Regions from separate parts of the Muntiacus reevesi genome. Here region 2 is linked to region 1. A link is a contact called in public Hi-C data. All regions are on one chromosome and are shown on one strand. The core of a region is the stretch at or near the end of the contact, and the rest is flanking DNA. Distances in the headings are between cores, read along the strand shown. Region 1 holds the start of SLC2A3 (solute carrier family 2 member 3). Region 2 holds the start of NECAP1 (NECAP endocytosis associated 1).

Region 1 (2,700 bases), core at 86-2,585:
CACATGATGTGGTTTGTTTAAGGCCGAGTAGTACCAGTTTGGATTCCAGGCACCCAACCAAAACCCCAAAGGAGGAGTCACTATCATCAGTGACTCCTCCAGCCAAATTCAACCTCTTCACCTGCTTCTGCCACCCCACCCCCTCTTCCCCTGCTGGGGTTGCTACGCTACACATTGATAGGCATTGGGAACTTGACTATTGATAATTTCCCACCATTAAAAGCCTCATATAATTGCTCATCCAACTCTTTAACTACAACTAGACTGAAGTGGGAGCCACTTCTCTGGCCTTTTATTTTCCTTCATCTTCCTCTGCTCTCATTTTCCTTCTATCTTTCTCCTCCTCATTTGGCTCACTTCTCTTGTGTGGCTTGGAAATCAGATGTGTAGCTCACACTTTTCTCTTACAGCCCAGAAGGAATAGGACGTTGGCAGTTCTCTCCAGTTGTATAAGAAGCAGTTGCCCTGGCCCCTCGTGAATGTTTTAAGTGGAAGGGGGGAGCATCGTTGACTCCTGAGGGCCCGGACTTTTTGATCCTCTCTACTGATGAATCCCCAACTTCTTTCCGATACACAGTTTGTGCTCTGCAAATAAAACACAGGTTTAATGGAACCTTACAATTGTTCTCCCTCTAGATGCTGTCAACATGAGACTAGGGGCAAAACGCTGCAGAGTGAGTAGGATTCAGCTGGGTGGGAAGCTGGTGAACGACATTAACAGGAGTTTGGATTGTGTACCAGGCCAGCTGATTCTCTGCTTCCTGGAACCCAGGAAGAGTTGGTTTGGCTCCTGGATATTCAGGTTTTCTCCCAGGAGAGACTATGCTAAATCAGAGGACAAGTGGAGCCAAAACCTCATTCAATTCTTCCTTCTTTGGCTTTCCTTCTCTCAGACTGTCGTTCCCTCCCCTCCAAGGCTGTAGACACAGCCTGAAATCAAAGAGCAGCTGATAAAGTCATAGGATTATGAATGTCTTCTGTTTACATCCAACGACCTTTGCCAAATATGGATAGCCTTTATTCTCTTCTTTTTACAGATTGAATCAATTCTGAACACTTGCGAGGGCAAAAAATTAAGTGTATCTGCCCTCCCTCTAAGCGTTTCTCGGAGCATTTTGTCTGTGAAACAAGGAGGAGAAGCTTTAAAAAAAAAATTGAGTAGGGTGGGGGCAGGATGTGGTTTCGAAAAGGGGTGGGGGGTGTTGCGTAGGGAGGGGGCCGTGTTTGAGGTCCACCCGTCTGAGGAGCTCCAAAGATTGGAGGCGGGTAGGGTGGGGCTGGGGGCTTGTCTGCCGGGCTCCGCCCTCTCCGAAGCTTATATAGGCGCGTGAGCTATAGGCTCGCTACTGAGAACCTGGAGGAAAACTTGCGCCGAGAGAGGACATATTGGAGGTTTTGCCGCCTGGAAGAGGGGTCTCTGGAGTCCCACTCCTAGATCTTTATCGAAGAATTGAAGAGAATTAAATTGCGGCCATGGGGACCACGAAGGTAAGAGCGATACGGTCACTGGCTGTTTTTGCCGGCTTGGGATGCACTCGGAAAGGCGAGCCATACCGGCGTTGGCTGAGCGGTTACGCGGAGTCACCTAGCAATCTGGAAGCCTTTCCCGTTGCTCTCCCAGCCTGCAGTGCCGCCCTTCCACAGTTCTTCTCGGATGTCATGTCCTATAAAGGGTTTATCCCAGTTCCATTCACCTTCTTGGGGTGGGAAAAGTCACCTGGAGAAGTTGTGCTTGTATAACACACATGAGTGTGTGTGTGTGTTTTCTTTAATACAATTGCATGCTTTTGAGGATGTGAAGTTGAGTGTTCAGGGCACCGGGGGCGGTATGGTGGTGTTGATGCTTTAGACCTTGAAAAGACCAGAGGGTGTTTTGGGGCTGCCGGGTCGGTGTCCAGCCATCATCTGTTCTATGACTTATGGGATTCCCTGGATTACCTAAGGAGAGAATTCCATGCTTGTGAACGCACAGTATATTAATATATTATTAGGTGTTGTGGATGCGGTATTTGTAGGAAGAAAGGCATTTTCACTAAGGTAATCTATCTGAAAATGAAAGATAAGAGAAGGGATGAAAAAGTGGGAAGGCCCTCAAGGAGTATAAATGATGAGAGAAAATAAGAGGTTTCTACTAAAAGGAGTGGATGAAGCAGAAAGCGCTGCCCCTGCGGGCCTCGGGGATCCTTAGATCCGGTGGAGGCAAGGTCAATTTGGGGAACTGTTAACTCCAGGCCTGCCACTGCCTGACTTGAAAGGGAAGGAGTTTAAGATGAGAAAGGGTTCTCGGGGGCGGAGCTCTCAGGCATAAAAATTGAGCTCTCTTGGGGGTGGAAATTAAGATCACACCTATTAGAATTATCCCCGACAAGGTGAGTGATGACTGGGTTGATTTCAGCACAGCCCCCTCACAAAATGTCTCCATTTTGGATTGGGAGTCAGCTTTTTCTCGCCCCCTGGTGGGTGGGTGGGGGATAGCACTACCTCTTCAAGTGAACGGGAAGAATTTCAGATGGGACCAAGGGTACGGGGGTACGGTGGGTGGATCCTGCAGATTCTGTGATCCAGAGTTGCGAGCAGCCTGGTGATGATGACACATCACTAGCACTTTGCCTTTGTGAAATTTGGGGTGCGGATGAGCCTACACTGGCTCTAGCTGTTCCGCAGAATAATCTGTTCTCAGCAATCCTAAGGCTTTTCAGT
Region 2 (2,700 bases), core at 173-2,672, 140 kb before region 1:
AGCTGGGGTCTGATTGAAAGCCTGAAATTAAGATTACCTTTTAAGGTACAACCCACAGGATTTAGTGCACAGGTCAGCAAGTACAAAGATACTGATTCAGGATGAACGAACCTCTGATAAGGAAGCACAACATAAGACACAGAGAGAGGGTAACTTTTAAGCCGAGGTAACAAATGCCAAGAGGAAAATCATGCTGGTGATGTGAGTCAGAGAGAGAAACCAAAATACTGTATTTATAGACTGCTTTACTGTTTACTAAATACTTTTTAGGAAATTCATTTTTAATTATTTTTCACATTTATTATGATTTCATTTAACCCGCCAAAAACTTCTAAAGGTACAAAGCTAGAGCAGGTTTTATCATCATCCCCTCCCCATTTTTTTCTTTCTATTTTACAGATGAGAAATCTTAGGCTTGGAGAGGCTAAAAGATTTGTCTCAAATCACACAGCTGTTAAATTGCCAGGGCTAACACTCATATTTTTTAACAGGTAAACCAGTGAGTTGCATGTTAATTCTTTGGACTGCATGACCATAACTTTCGACAGCATCCTCAAGCCCTCATAGTCACTGGATTACAAGGTGGTTAGTTAGCCCTCCAGATAAAATGCTGTCTTAACTCTGAAAGTAAAAGCTGTATGAGAAGATAAGAGGGAAGGAAGGCTTGAAAATACTATAGTATCACCTATACTATAGTATCTTCAATATATAGAAAACACATTGAAGAGAAACAGACTAGACAACCACTGATCATTTGCCCACTAACAAAAGTGCTGAAGGGAAAAATCATACGGTGGATGGTGGTATTTGGTGGCAAGACTGAACGGCACAAAAGACAAATTATCTCACCCAGAGAAGGGCCTAAGACACAATAATCACCAACAAAAGCGCACGAGGTACTGGAAATGGGGGGTGCGGGGGGGAGGGTAGGGATGGGACGATAAGGGTGACAACCTGAAGGACGCAGGGATGAGCGAAGGAAAGGTGACTGGCCAAGGCGCAGACACGACAAAAGGGAGGATAATGGGGAGCAGATGGGTGACCCAGAGGGGTCCGCGGGGAGAGCGGTGGGAAGGTACAGGATAGTAATTTTTTTTTTTTAAGAGGGGGAACAAGGATGTCGGCAGTCCAGAGTGGGGGAACAGCTCGGGGAAAGCGTGACAAAAACCCAGGTGGCCAGGCTAACAAGGTAACAAGCCAGAGGCGGCAATGGCAGGGACGGGCGGCCTGCTATCTGAGAAACAAAGTGTCAAGCTCGACCGGGTGCGCGCGTGCCGCAGTGACTCGAAGTTAGTACCTGTAACCGCGGTTGGAGGCCCGAGGCGGAATCCGGTAGACGCTGACGTCAGGTTTCACACACAGTACAGACTCGTACTCCAACTCGGACGCCATCTTGACTCTGCTCGCTGTGCCGCTGGGGGCGGGGCGTCAGCGCGGGGGCGGGACGTAGAGCCGGGGTGTTGAGTTCTAAAACAACTTCCGCTTACGCACTTCCGATAACGCTGCTTCCGCGAGAGTTTGGCAGGCTTCCTGAGATTAACCTCCGCTGGCGCGGGTTGGGGAAGCCATGTTGAAACCTGGAAACGGTGAGGTTGCGTGAGTCACCATCTTGGGTAATGGCAAGGATGCCCTCCAAGTGCGTGATTCATGTTAAGGATATCTCCATCCCCGAAAAGCGAGGAGGGAAAGCGCCATCTTGCTCTCGGCAGGTACCAGCAGTGCTGTGGGAGAACTACGACCATCTTGAAGCTTGGCGGATTTTTTTTCTTCCAAAAGTCACTTTTTAACCGTAGTTTCCAAGCAGAAAAGAGGTATCCGCGGGTCCGTAATCCCAAATTGGATACCTAGAGAAAGTGTATGACCTAGGCCTAGACATGGTGGATTTTAATCTTCCAGAGTCCAAAATTCAAGAATGCCGGGCCTGATCCATTGCCTTATAATAACTCCTTTTTATCTCAGAGTTTTGAGAATGGCACCTGTTGAAATAGTCTGCCACACTTTCAGTGTGTACCTGATTATCTTTTGGAAAGTTTACCCATGTTAAGCTGTAAGTGGGCTTCCTTGGTGGTAAAGAATCCACCTTTAATGCAGAAGACCTGAGCTCTATCCCTGGGCCCGGAAGATCCCTTGGAGAAGGAAATGGCAACCGATTTCAGTATTCTTGCCCGGAAAATCCCATGAACAGAGGAGACTGGCGGGATACAGCCCATGGGATCACAAAGTCAGACACGACTGAGTGACTTAACACATAAGTTGTAAATGGGATCAATTCAATTCCTGACCAGTTGAGACAGCATTATGAATTATTTAATAGCCTGTGTTTGCTCTCAGTTTTATTATAGTGGTAAATTCTACTGCAGTGTCTCCATAAACACCTGCCTTGTACACTCCAAATTTAAACTTGCCACAACAGTCACCTAATTGATTTAATTAGCACAGAGGGCAAGTGTAAAACCAAGATACCAACTCAAGTCTGCCTAACTACAACTGTGGTGTAGGCACCAACCACTTCATCATGTTGACTGGTTGGAAACCTGTCTAATTTGTCTGCCCTGCATAACAAAGTGATAGCTTAAAACTCTAAAATGAATCATAAATACCTAGCTATAATAAGGATGTGGGGAATCAACTACTCACTGTTTGCTGGAAGGTAGTGGTATAGCATTTCTGAGGGTAAATTTCGAATTAATATCCTGTATG

What was found. Hi-C and Micro-C count contacts between places; a contact is called where the count stands out from the background.
Region 2: a contact with region 1 is called in a Hi-C map of blood, with 5 times the contacts expected there. The contact joins the promoter of NECAP1 here to the promoter of SLC2A3 in region 1. A contact is called at or near these places in 2 of 3 Hi-C or Micro-C datasets (blood and muscle).

Annotation. Positions count from the first base shown.
Region 1 is chr1:45,696,769-45,699,468 of mMunRee1.1, reverse strand. It overlaps SLC2A3 (solute carrier family 2 member 3), which reads left to right and starts at 1,335. Exons shown (of 10, transcript XM_065941856.1): 1 at 1,335-1,488. The coding sequence starts at 1,474.
Region 2 is chr1:45,833,444-45,836,143 of mMunRee1.1, reverse strand. NECAP1 (NECAP endocytosis associated 1) reads right to left here and starts at 1,422. Exons shown (of 8, transcript XM_065941893.1): 1 at 1,298-1,422. The coding sequence starts at 1,392.